3 separate regions of the Mus musculus genome follow, and all the other regions are linked to region 1. The links are chromatin contacts, called in public ChIA-PET and HiChIP or PLAC-seq maps. All regions are on one chromosome and are shown on one strand. The core of a region is the stretch at or near the end of the contact, and the rest is flanking DNA. Distances in the headings are between cores, read along the strand shown.

Evidence for each region. ChIA-PET counts read pairs in DNA pulled down with a chosen protein or histone mark. HiChIP or PLAC-seq counts read pairs in DNA pulled down with a chosen protein or histone mark.
Region 2: an H3K27ac HiChIP or PLAC-seq map of double positive thymocytes shows a contact between it and region 1, with 2.3 times the contacts expected there. The contact joins two enhancer-like sites. A contact is called at or near these places in 3 of 115 datasets of contacts at active chromatin or transcription factors (CD8 T cells, double positive thymocytes and microglia).
Region 3: an RNA polymerase II ChIA-PET map of memory CD8 T cells shows a contact between it and region 1, with 39 read pairs. The contact joins two enhancer-like sites. A contact is called at or near these places in 1 of 484 Hi-C or Micro-C datasets (LSK cells) and 1 of 115 datasets of contacts at active chromatin or transcription factors (memory CD8 T cells).

Annotation. Positions count from the first base shown.
Region 1 is chr13:112,425,662-112,430,184 of GRCm38.p6, reverse strand. No RefSeq gene overlaps it. Among named protein-coding and RNA genes, the nearest start is that of Gm33905, 16 kb to the right of the region's middle. Within about 2 kb of position 2,439, at least 78 of the 459 cell types and tissues checked have an H3K27ac peak or open chromatin away from gene starts, as enhancers often do. A contact at or near this core is called in double positive thymocytes and memory CD8 T cells, where this site is marked.
Region 2 is chr13:111,964,835-111,969,357 of GRCm38.p6, reverse strand. No RefSeq gene overlaps it. Among named protein-coding and RNA genes, the nearest start is that of Gm15322, 28 kb to the left of the region's middle. Within about 2 kb of position 1,852, at least 31 of the 459 cell types and tissues checked have an H3K27ac peak or open chromatin away from gene starts, as enhancers often do. A contact at or near this core is called in double positive thymocytes, where this site is marked.
Region 3 is chr13:112,061,428-112,065,950 of GRCm38.p6, reverse strand. No RefSeq gene overlaps it. Among named protein-coding and RNA genes, the nearest start is that of Gm41061, 22 kb to the right of the region's middle. Within about 2 kb of position 2,085, at least 75 of the 459 cell types and tissues checked have an H3K27ac peak or open chromatin away from gene starts, as enhancers often do. A contact at or near this core is called in memory CD8 T cells, where this site is marked.

The DNA.
Region 1 (4,523 bases), core at 1,190-3,689:
AAATACCTAGGAATGAGCTATCCAAGAAGTTTGGAGACACATTTCCAGGTCCGCAGAATCACAGTCTCTTGGATATGGCATCTTAGAATACACAGTCTTAAAGTATCCCCTAGTGTGCTTTCGTAATGGTAAAGAGTGTGCTTTTGTGTAATGGGACTCCTTGGAAATAGCAGGGAGGGTTACGCAACATAATGTACTAAATGGCACGAAATGGTATGCTTTCAAGCAGTTAATGGCTGCTTTATGCCATATTCATTTTCTCTCAACTTGAAAAAAAATTAAAAACAAACCACAAAACAACAACAAAAGAAAAACCCTAAAGAACGAATCCACAATACCTGCATGCGCTGCTGGGACCTGGAAGCCCTAATCTTAGAGGTTGTACCTGGGTCGGTTTCATCTTACAAAATGTCTGACTTGTTTCAGCCTTTGAGTCTTGGTCCAATTTTCACCTACGTTTTTTTTCCTACAAAAAAAACAAACAAAAAAAGGCTAACGATTTTCTGGTGGTTGGCAGGTAAACTGTAACTGGCCCTGGGTGACTGCTCCTGGGTGAGATGGCCCAGCATCTGATCTCCGTTCTAGCGAGAGCGCTGAGGGCTCCACAGCTCCTGGACTGAGAAGTGCATGTTGTTAGTAACACCTGTACACTCTTTCTAGATGTTTTGCATAATGCCACGTTTTTACAATGGAAGTCATCCAGGGTGCTCTAAAAAGTCTGGCTAAGTAAAAGTCTTGTTTTCTTTCCATAAAAGAGATATCTAATATAATTTTTTTAAAAAATCAAAATGACCTAGACTGGAACTATTTTAAATTATCAAAGTTTTCACACAACGACTAGTGTACCTTCAAAAAAAAAATGGGACTATCCTTTTCTTAACTAATTTTATTTGAAAATAGATGTTTTTCATTCAATATGTTCTGATCATGGATAGAGATGGACCTAAAATTAAAAATTGCTGGGGAAACAGGGAGGGGGTTTTCCCTCACATTTGCCTGTCAAGGAAATGCCTCTCGTACTTATTCATTAATATTAATAAATAAAGTGCAATTCATCATTAAATAAAGTGCCAAAGTCACAAGATTATTAAGAACAGCAGCCCTAGAGTTTGTTAAGAGACGCTTTTACAATCATTGGTGTGTGTGTGTGTGTGTGTATGTGTGTGTGTATGTATGTGTGTGAGTGTGTGTGTATGGGTGTGTGTGTGTGTATGTGTGTGTGTGTGAGTGTGTGTGAGTGTGTGTATATGGGTGTGTGTGAGTGTGTGTATGTGTGTGTGTGTATGTGTGTGTATGTGTGTGTGTATGTGTGTGTGAGTGTGTGTATATGGGTGTGTGTGTGTGTGTGTGTGTGTGTATGGGTGTTTTGCTGACACGTATGTATTTGTACTCTGTGCATACCTCGTGCCAGCAGAGCAGAAGGAGATATTAGATCCCTCGAACTGGAGCCACAGATGGTTGTAAGCCGCCAGATGAGCGTCGAGAATCCAACATGGGTTTCCGTGAAGAGTAACAAGTCTAACTGCCGAGTCACACAATAATTGAAAATCTTAGGATTAGCTGCCTGTGAATTTGCATCCTTGTGGGAGTTTTGCTATTTATTCTCATGTTAAAGCCATCCTTTTGTTATTTTAGTGATTTTTTTTTGTTGTTTTTGTTTGTTTGGTTGGTTTTTCCAGACAGGGTTTCTCTGTGTAGCCCTGGCTGTTCTGGAACTCACTTTGAAGACCAGACTGGCCTCGAACTCAGAAATCTGCCTGCCTGCCTCTGCTTCCCGAGTGCTGGGGTTAAAGGCGTGCGTCACCACGCCCAGCTTTTTAGTGATTTATTTATCGTGCGGGTATGTGTGCATGCACATATAATTAATTGCACATGCTGCAGAGACCAGAAGATATCTTCCTTGATCACTCTGTGCCTTTGAGGCAGGGTCTCTCTCTCTCTCTCTCTCTCTCTTCAAACCCGAGGCCCACAATTTCTCAGCTATACTGAAATCCAACCAGCCTCAGCAAGCCTTCTTAGTGCTTGGGTTATAGATATGTACTCAATGCCCTGCTTGTTCTGTGGGTACTGGGATCCGAACTCTGGCCTTCATAATTATACAGCGAGGACTCTAAACTGCTGAGCTATCTCTCCAGCCCACGTTTTTCTTTTAGCCACGAAGATACAGCTGCTTCCTTAATGTCTAAATGGATGAAACCTCACTCGTCAGGACAAGGTACACTAGGGAATACTCAATAGTCACAGTCCTAGCTACATCAGAACATGGCCAGGCCTTCAGCGGTGAGAGAAACCAGCCACATGGTCACAGGAGATAGGATAGTGAGCTGTGAGGTAAGAACTTAGAACGATGGCACGTGAGACCCTAGCCAGGGATCCCTCTGCATCTTTAAAGATGAAGCAAGTCACACAGAGACGCAGAGGCATGAGAGAGAATGAAATACTCCCAGGAGCTCATACACGCCCACCCTCCACCAAAACACTCAAGTCTTTGGTCGGGCTCTGCTCTCTTACATCACTTCCTGTTTTTGACTTTGCTGTAGTACTTGAGCTTTGAGTGTGTGTGTGTGTGTGCGCGTGTGCGTGTGTGTGTGTGTGTGTGTGTGTGTGTGCGCGTGTGTGTGTGTATGTGCGTGTGTGTGTGCGTGTGTGTGCGTGTGTGTGCGTGCACGTGTGTGTGTGTGTGTGTGTGTGTGTATTGGTGCACAGCTGGAGCTTTACTATTAGCATGCATCTCTAGATCTCTAGTTAGCTTCTTTTTTTTTTTTTTTTTTTTTTTTTTTTTTTTTTTTTGGTTTTTTTTTTTTGGTTTTTTGAGACAGGGTTTCTCTGTATAACCTTCCCTGACCTGGAACTCACTCTGTAGACCAGGCTGACCTCGAACTCAGAAATCCGCCTGCCTCTGCCTCCCGAAGGCTGGGATTAGAGGCCTGTACCACCACCATCTAGGATGGACCCCTCACTTGCATTTTTAGCCATCTGTCAAACCTCATCTACGATCACCTTCTGGGATTTGTGTTTCTAGCTGCCTTGGGAGGAAGGAGATAAACCAAAAAAAAAAAAAAAAAAAAAAGGAGGTGACAGCTGGGTGTTGGACTCAAAATTCAGCTCTGTCCCTCTGGGTTTTCTGAGCCACTGTGATGTGATGACAACGGGCTCCTTCGAAAGATCAGATAACAGTCCCAGCTTTGCACCATTCAAGCAAAGCTTATCCCTAGAACCCGAAGATGACACACTTTCGCTTATTACTAGATTCAGGGGACCCTGGGCAAGGACTTCAGGGGATTTCTCTCTCTGTCTCTCTCTGTCTCTCTCTCTCTCTTCTTTCTTTGCTTCCTGGAATGGAACCTCCGCAGACAGATTCATTTCAGTATTGCAGCTTGAGATTAGATGCCTTTTCTACTTGCTGGCCTTCATCTTTGTTGTTTACCAACTAGATCTCACGAAGAGAAAGGCAGACAGCATTGTACTTAAAGCAGAGGTGGAGGGTGGCCTCAAAGGAAGCGTGGCTCTTACAGTGTCTGGGAAGAGAAAGACCAAGGGAGTCCCCACAGTCTGCTTAGATGGCATCTGACCATGAGCGATGGGAGGAAATGACTGCCCACCGTGTGCACTTCACCCTCCCGTCGTCTTCCTCTGCTTTCTCAGGCTGAGGACAACCCAGGTGCCTGTGCCAAGCATTTGGCCTGGGGAGGAGTGACAGCAACACAAACTTACAGGAACGCTGCCTGCCTGAAGACAGTTTCTCATCTCTCTTTCTCTCTCTTTGCTTCCTCCCAGGCTCTGGTTGCTTCAGCAGGGTCCACCCCAGGGGTGGGGGGTGGGGGTGGGGACTCTTCTGTCTGTCTTCCCTGGAGAACAGTCTCTCTTGACCTGTCTCCGCAGGTCTCTTTGCTCAGTCTTACTTCTGTCTCCTGCCCTTTCTTCAGAGCTGGGTGAAACTGGTCCTCAGCAGTGTGAAAGTGGATTCTTCATGTGCTTTTCATCTTGCTGAGTCCCGGCAACATTTTATCCTCTTCTTGCTGCGAGATTGAGGAGCAAATGGGGTCAGGGGGTGAGGAAACGATAGATTCTTTTGTTGTTGCTGTTGTTCTAGGACCCCGCTATGGAGCCCATGGTGGCCTCATGGTCACTATTTTTCCATCTCATTCTTCCAAGGAACTGTAAATTTGCTGCCATGATTAGATTTTTTTGAGACTTTTTTTTGTTTTTGTTTTTTGAATAGCGGGACAGATAAATGCATATTATGTTAGAAAATTTCTTCAATACACTTCAGAGTATTGTGTGAAAACATAGTTAATCTGTACATCAACGCATCTGTTCATTCTCCAGCAGGTAAGGACTGAGCCCTTCCACGGTGTGCCGCCATACTTTACAATAGCCTGTGCTGCTTGCTGCGAAGGAGAGAAGAGATAAAGATAAATTGTTGGTTCAAGGCTGTGCTACTCTTGGATTTACCAACAGAGAGGACACATGGACGATGATCTTTAATGAGAACAATAGAACTGTTTCAGAGGCTGTGAAGG
Region 2 (4,523 bases), core at 603-3,102, 460 kb after region 1:
TTTAACATGGACCTTTGGAGGACATTTAAGATCCAAACTATAGCAGTTATCAAGAAGCCCAAAGACACACAAACCTGGAGCCATTGTAGTCCAACTAATCCACTCAGTCTCTAGTGACTCGCATTCCTGAAACGACTGGTGGTACAAGCTTTAGCTAGAAGGTTAAAAGATTTCCACACCTGTTACCCACCGCAAATGCATTAGTGCATTTTCTGCTAAGCTCCAAATTCTTCTAAGATTGTGAGAGTCTCTTGTCCTCCTGCTGTCTGCATCTCCTGGCAAAGTGTTAGGGATGCAAGGCATTTTGTCAATTATCAATGAATTATAGATAACTAGCCTATTAGGATGAAGGCTACTCTTCCTCCAAATGGGTTCCTGAAGAAAGTATCCACAATGTTATTGAAGATAGAAACGTTCTGCCGGAAAGAGCCCGATGAACTCTAGAATCGTCCTTTCTAAATTTCTCTCTACTGTCCTTCACTGATTTATGAGAACGGTGCTTAGGGAACAGCTTTTCCCTGAGGTTCTGAAACCAGCTGCCTGTAAAATATACACTCGATCATCCCAGAGCTGCTGAGTTGCAGTTTCTTTTTTTTTTTTCTTTTTGAGGAACTCTCCCGTGGCTTATATTTTTAATCATCTATTCAAAGGACAACCCGTGCCTTCTCTACCATTAAGATCAACTTACTACCATTAGAAGACGCTGACACGCCTGAAGTTCCAGAATCTCTCTGCTCTTTCCCACCCTTCTGACCACATATCCCTGATCCGAGTGCTGGCAATACTGTTACTATCGATTTGCCACCGGTAACTTCTATTTCTTCCCCTGGCTCTGTAATTGCTCTGATTTAGGGAGGAAACGAGCCATGGAGAGTGGCCGCTCTCCCTTGTGTTCTGGCCTCTTACTTTCACCAGCATCCTAAGCCTGAGCCTTTTGGTTGGAATAATAACATATTAAATTACACCACTTAATCTAGTGTTGCAGATCTCAGAAAGCACTGGAGTTTAGAGCTTCAGGGAACCTCAGTGATGAGTCAGCCCTCTCATGCTACCAAGCCCGACTTCCAAAATAAATGCAGTTAATATTTATTAGACCTAGAGATAGGATCAAGGTGAGTCTAATGAAAACCTTATAATCGCTGCATTCATGAACCAAATCTGACAGTTAATCAAGATGCCTCCATCCCCTAGAAACTGGGGGACTCTCCTCTCTAGGCATCTCAAGGAAGAAGTTGATGTTCACTTTCAACAGATATTTCTGTCCTTCCACATCCCTGGGTCTTCTGACCTGGCAGGCATTAGGACTCTACTTAAATAGGTCTCAAATGTCTTAGAAAGTAACGTTTTAGGAGTTCTTCTCTTCCACTTGCCCTGTCACCACCTACCCTCATTTCCTGTCCCCCACAGCCAGTTCAACTTAAAGGAGAGAGAGAGCAGAGAGCAACTACTCAAATCGTGACGAGTGCCCACTGAGAATTGCCCTTCCTGCCAATAAAAAGGTTATTTGTCTGGGTGCCATGTGAACAGAACTTAAAAACTTCAACTTTGGGTTATTATCTAATACCTGAAATTCTTCTCATTCCATCACTAAAGATAAGGTTTACAACGGAAATGTGGCCAAGCACAAACATTCTCTGGGCTCATTACTGCCCCTGAAGAAATAAATGGCTTGACATGGGTCACTTCTTAGAGCTGCTTTTAAAAAGGATTGGGAAGGTCAGAGTACTGAAGGCGGGTGTGGGTGTTTAGAGAAAGGCTCTGAAGAAAAACTGCCTCCTCACCACCACCCCCAGTAAGGTGAAATGCAGCTGTTTCTAGATGGCACGCCATGTTGTTTGTTTGTTTTTCATTTCCTTAGACCTCAAAGCCAGGTGCTATGGGTTCTCAAATGGGCAAGGATGTCTTTTGGTAACACCTACTCAGACAAAGATGAACAGAAAGTAGGTCTTTATAGACAGACGCAAAGAAAAAGCCTCCAACCCCTGCTCTGTGCTACCAATTACTGTGTCATCTAGTGAAGCTAGTATTTATATTAATATAGACCACTTGACCAAAGTATTCAGATTGAAAAAGGAACTGTAGTGGATTTACCGAAAGCAACACAATCAGCTTCCTGAATACTCAGCAGAACTGAATTATCAGCCAACAGAGAAAAAAAAAAAACAAAAAAAAAAACCAAAAAAAACAAAAACATTGAGAGATGCAACCAACATACTTGCTAAAGGAATTTTCAGAGTGGTATGACTGTCTCCTCAAATGGAGAAGCTGGGGAGAGTATAGATATATAGACCTTTTAAAATGTTCTCTTTCATGGTTAATAAAAACAAACATATATATATATATATATATATATATATATATGTATGTATATGTATATGAAGATTGTACTCCCCTTAACACACACTGCCTGGGTTAATGTGTAATTGACAAGATTAATGACTGTCTAATAATTGCCTCTATTGTTTACTGTCTGGATGGCAGCCAGACATCTTCCTGCTCTGCCCACCAGTGGGTTTGATTTGTAAGAATTGTGCTAAGAGGCTAAAAGGGTCTGTGTGCCACGTGTGTGCTTACTAAAGACGTTCAAAAGGGAGCTCCAGGGAGGCCTGGTGACTTTGGCTCTGCTGGGGCAAGCCTCCTTCATGTTATAGAAAGCCTCGCTTCTAAACTGCTGAGGAAGCTGTGCCAAAACCCAACCAAGTTCAACCTGGCTGGATCATGCCAGTGAGGAGAAGAGGAAAGAGATAACCCTAGGACTTCTGGGATGGGTGGTCGGCTACCCTGTCCACACTGAGTATTTTATTCCTTTGCTCTTCACTCACTGGGCTGCACTGCAGAGCACCCAGGTATAACCAACAAGCTCTCCAGGATATGAATCCTCCCTCCCTGTGCTGCCTGGCCCTGTCCTCGTCCTAAACTGTTACCTCTTGCCTTGTGAGACATGAGACCAGCAAACAGACCAGACATTGAGTCATAAAGCACACATAGAACGTACATGGATGGTTACCGTGAGCCTGGCTGCTCCCTGGCTCTCCATATCGCATCCGGAGAGTGACAGTGATTGATATGGCTTTCTGGACAAAAACAAAAGCCCTGTGATTCTTTTTCATGTGGCTTTGCTCTGGCCTGAGTCACAAGGCTTCCCTTGGACTACCTTGACCTTTGTGTCTTTCCTTCTTTCCTAACAAGTCAAGTTCAGATTTCTGACAACCAAGGAGACGCTCTCAGGACACATTGTGACCCATCTTTCTTGTCTTCTCTTCCTAAACTGCTTTGCTGTATGCCTCCATGTTTGCTTTTTTTCTATGCGCCGTCTCTCAGCAGAGGTGAGCATCCCCAATTAGAAACCCGAAATCCAAAATGCTTCAAATCGGACGCCTTTAGAGTACTAACAATGAGCTGCACATGGGTAATTCTACATTTGACTTCAGGTGACTGGTTGCACTCAAAGCTCAGACACACTAAAAATACTATGTAAAATTACCTTCTACTACTGTATTACACATTCACACACACACACACACACACACACACACACACACTGAATTTTTTTTTTTTTTTTTTTTTTTTTTTTGCTTAGGTTTGGACCCCTTTGACCAAGATATCATTATGCATACGTAAACACTCTAGAAATTTCTGGAGGCATATCCAAAATCTGAGGCCCTTTTGGTGCCAGGCTCTTCAGATGAGGAATGTGGCATTTGCACCACCTCCTGCCCCTCTGCCGCAGACCCTTTCAGCATCTCCCCCTTACACAGTCTCATACCTGTCATACTTTTCCTTCCCAGTAGTCATTGTTCCTGTTAGGGAACTGTTTATATAGCCGTGAGCTTGGTGGCTTTCTCCCTTGCTAGGCAGTAAACTCACTAGAGGCAGGGATCACATATGTGGTGTTCCACAGCACGGCTTAGATTAATAGTCAGTTATTCATGATATTAAGGTGGAATCAAACTCCACCCTCAACCTCTCCAACTAAGTACGCTCTTACTAGCAGTCATTTGCAGTAACAGGTGGACTTTGTGCTTCGTGATCCCCCACCCACCACTTCATCATCATTTATTTATCACTAAATCATCTCTCCTGCTACATCAAGACTTCTTTTTTTTAAGATTTTTTTTTAATGTATGTGAGTGCACTATCACTGTCTTCAGACACACCAGAAGAGGGCATCAGATCCCATTACAGATGGTTGTGAGCCACCATGTGGTTGCTGGGATTTGAACTCAGGACCTCTGGAAGAGCAGTCAGTGCTCTTAAGCACTGAGCCATCTCTCACATCAAGTCTTCTTAACAGAAGCCTCCTTCCTTGGTCCTTCATGTGGTTCACAAGTCCAAGCACACATTTTTAAAGGACTGGGTCTAAAACTACTGCTGGCTTTATTGGTGACTCTTACCTGATTTATTTGACATTTCCACTTCCATATCCTATACATGTAAGAAAAAAAATAATTATTTTTTTTAAGCAGCCCACAAGTCTTTAGGTGAGCAGACATGTTACAGTGGTAGAGCACTTGCCTAGCACT
Region 3 (4,523 bases), core at 836-3,335, 360 kb after region 1:
TTAAAACTTGACAAAAGACATATCCAACTTGCAGCCCCTCCCCCTATAAACTAGGGGGGATGGAAACAGAAGGATGTGGGTGGGGGTGACTTCATCTTCCCATTCGGAACCCATAACCTTGGTCAAGGCTGCTGTTTCACTCACTGACAGAAGATGCATACACCAACAGCAAAGGCTGCGCAAATCAAGTTTGCCTTTGGACACGTGGCCCGAGAGCAGAAAGCATAAGTCACCCTCAAAGCCCAGGCTATGAAGGCAGGTGGGTCTGAGTTCCAATCCTGACCACAGGAACAATCTACTTAATAAGGTCTCTAAACTCCAGTTATTTCACATGTAAAATGGTCGTGCCCACTATTCGGCCATGTATTCATGGGGGTGGGGGGGGGGGGATTAAGTTAAAAAACACATGGAAAGGACCTGGCCTGTGGGACGTAATGATTCGGTGTCAATAGAGAACAGTGTGAGATAGAAGCCTGTGTCCACAGAATGAATGACTGCTGGGGCAGGCAGATTGCACAGGACTCTAGCTGCCTGGAATGCTCATCTCTTTCTCTTAGAATACTGATCTGCATGGTGTGAAGAAAGCTAACGACAAACAGCATCTAGCCACGCTGAGCCAGAATTAAACACAGATAGGTCCATTCTGCCAAGTGCCAGTCCAGAGGGAAGTCTGATGGTGACTTTGGAGTCAGCTAAGGAAGAACAAACTGTCCAGGATTGTCAGGCTCAGATCCTGCCACCTCCTCTGAAGAGCGCAGACTTCTAAGTGATCGACCAATTAACTTAAACTAGGCAATCTTTCTTTTAAGACATACAGACCTTTGGTGCTGTTTCAAAACCATCCAAGAACTGCAAATGCTATTATTTATAGCCCATAAAAACCTGTGCCAGATGAGTGGAGAAGATAACCTGGCTTAGTTTGCATTTTAAAAAACGTTCTCACAGCGCCACTTCGCCATTTAAAATTGTTGACAACTAGATAATCCCTAATTCTCTGGCTACAAGAACTGACCTGTTTGCTTCACGCTCGCGTGCGTGGACACATACACAAACATACACATGCACAGCGCTGTGTGTATAGATACGATCTAAACGTCCCTTGCATGGGCAAACAATAGGAAGAGATGCCACAGTGGGAGTGACTTTCTACCATGGGTAAGTGAGAATTGTAGTCTTAGGCAGGCATCTCTGAGTCTTGGATTTCTGAAATGTAAATTGATAAGCTTACAGTCTGCCCTCAGACTGTAAAAAAACCAAACCAAAACAAAAAACGAACAAAAACCAAATCAAAACAAACAAACAAACAAACAAACAAAAAACCATGTGAATGCAAATGACTTTCTAAGCCATGGCTTTCCAGTTCCCTTAGACCTAACCACTCCCAACAAGCATCGGGCTGACTGCCTTCTCAAGTTTGCTCGGCCGCTGCATCTGGGTTTGCAGACCCCAATCAGATTGGCTTCCTCTAATTGGGAAACCCCACTCTACTGACTTTTACTGTCCCCGAATTATTTGATCTCTTTGTCAGGGAAATAAGCGAAGCCTTCATTCTTTATCATTCGCCTCAGGTATTTATTGGGAAGGATTGAAGCACAGCACAGCTGGAAAAAAAATCATTATTTTCTAGTAATGAGGCTTAATCCCTTTGCAAATATTTCGAAGACCCTTCTTCCATAATTCAGGGTTCACACTCGTATAGTCACAGGTACCATTCCCAGAAGCCTCTGCTTGTCTTCCTTTTCCTTTGGCTCTCATAAAGGACACCAGACAAACACCCCTGACAACTTAAGCCCCAGATGTGACAAATAGAGATTTAAATTTTATGATTAAACTGTCACGATTTCACTCAGGGATCACCTTGGGTTTTTGCTGGTCTGGGCTCAGAGCCAACAGAACTTGACTCAGCTTCTCCTTGTGGGCAGATGCTGGATCCCAGAGGGGCAGAGGGGCTTCCTGCTGATGACCTAGAGGAAAAGAATTCGCCACCCCCTCCCGCCCCCTTGCAAAACCAAATGAACAGCTCTGCGCCCCTGTTACGGTTTGAGTGCAAAATGACCTCACGTGCTCTTGCATTGGAACTAATGGTTTCCGGCTGTGGGTGAGCTTTGAGGAATCCTTGTGAGATAAAACGTAGCTGCAGGAAGTGGGTCCTAGGGAGGCAGGTCTTGGAGACCTTAGAGGTGGCTTGTGTTTTGGGCTAGGTTTCCCTCCACTTCCTGCCTGCCTACACCATATAACCAGCCATCTCCTGTAAATTGGTAAACGTAACAGTATGCCTTCAGATTGTAAAAATTCTCTCAGCCACAGATAGGAATGGGGTGCTCCCTCTACCACAGATGTGGTTGCTCTACCCCAATGCATACCTCACCATGATGGTCTCCCGCCTCTCAAACCACGAGCCAAAATAAATCCTTCCTCCCTGAGTTTGCTCCCTTCAGGCATTTTATTAAAGTTATGGAAAAGTAAAAAGAACATACCCTCCAGCCTCAAAGGTTTCCTCTACCCCACGGCAATTCTACCCTGGAAGCCCAAGTTAGCCCTCTTTGGCCTAGAAACAATACTCCAGACACATCCGTCTCAGTTTTGAACATACAGCTAAAATTAACATAGGATATGATGGCTCTAGCATTCTTTGTCTAAATCTCATGTATCACAAAGAACAGAGCCACTGCTCGAAACTGACCATGGATAGAGACACATATAGCATTGCTCAGAGATCAGGGCCACCTGGTTCCCATCTAGTGAAAGTCTGAGGCGGGCAAGTCTCTGCATTCTGAACACTCAGCTGATCTGAGTGTTTATGGCCCATGAGTACATTTAGATTAGCAAAAACCTAGACAGCTTCACTCATTTCAGAGAGACATTCATTTGTCCCTGAGCATCAAATATGCTAGGGATACAAAGATAGAGGAGAGATTGTCACTTTCCTAGTGAGAAAAGCTCACCACTCCACAGAAAGGCAGACAAATTAACATCGTCTTATTATACATGCAAGAACTGTATTGTTACAATATGAACAGACTCCTTTAGATCAAAGAAGAAAGTGAAGATAAAATCATAATGTTCAATAAGAGAACAAGGGTTCTCTCTCTCTCTCTCTCTCTCTCTCATACAACTATCACAAGGACCCCAGGTCAGACCGCCCTGGGATCAAATCCTAGGCCGTTTTTAAAGGTGCTCAATTGCTTCTCACGCATCCAAGTATACACATAAATATTTTATCCAGCTAGTACTAAAGAGCATGAGAGAAGCAATGTTAGGTTAAGATTGCCAGGTCCAAGACAAAGCTGCTTGGTGTTTAAGAGGGCTGTGACTAAGATAACCTTTGCAGTTGGCTTTTCTACCGAGCAGAAATTAAGTGGGAAGGTGTGAGTTAGAGTCTGCATTCTCTAGTGTCCTAAAAAGGCTCAAACAATATAAAGCCAGCCTGCCATTCAAGGTCCCTGGAGTTGTCTCTCATTTACTCCCAAGCTTCAGACAAATTTTCTGAACCTTATACTCACTATGGAGAGTATTATAGTGAGGTGGGAGGGTACTTCCTCCTTCCAGTCAACCGCCTCTGAAGATACTTCAGGGATGGAGTCTTTTCCTTTGAGTCACCTGACTGGATCTCGGCTCCAGACAAAGTGAGCACTCTAGCTTGAATCTACAGCCTAGGTGATAAATGCTTGTTTGCTAGTGTGCGGTGCTATTGGAATTGATGGAGCCTCTGAGAGACCTACTGACAGGAAGTCTGGTCACTGAGGGTGTGCGCCTTTAAGAGACCTACTGACAGGAAGTCTGGTCACTGAGGGTGTGCTCCTGAAGGGGAGGTATTAGAACCTCCACCTCCTTCCACCTCACCCTTCGAATTCCAGTTGTCCTGAGATGGCGAACCTTCTCTACCACACGCTCCCATGGGAACAGCGTTTCAGTAGGTCCTAAGCCGTGGGCCCAAGTAATCATTAGCCCACACCTCCGAATTCATGAGGCAGACTTTGGAAGCATTAAGTTGCTTTCTCCCAGGTATTTGTTACAGCAATAGAAAGCAAACAACCAAGATAGCTATAACTAATCCTACCTGCTGTTTACTGAAGTGCACAATCTCTGCCAGTCTTCACGTCAGCCTTTGGAATTAGCACGACTGCTCTGACTTAATAAGTGTAGAAATAGCCTCAGGAGGGCCAGCTCAGTTGTTAAGCCTGGCAGTTAGCAGCAGAAGCAGGGCCCAACACAATGCCATTACAACAAACAAACAAACAAACAAACCAAAACCTATAAAATGTAGTGAACTAATGAGCTGGTAGAATGCTGGACAAGAACAGTGGGTTTGGGCCCATTGGATGGAGGTAATGTTTCCAGAACTTGTGTTTAAAAAAATAAAATAATAAACCTGGTTTATTTTATTTTATTTTATTTTTGGTTTTTTGAGACAGGGTTTCTCTGTAGCCCTGGCTCTCCTGGAACTCACTTTGTAGACCAGGCTGGCCTCGAACTCAGAAATCCTCCTGCCTCTGCCTCCCAAGTGCTGGGATTAAAAGTGT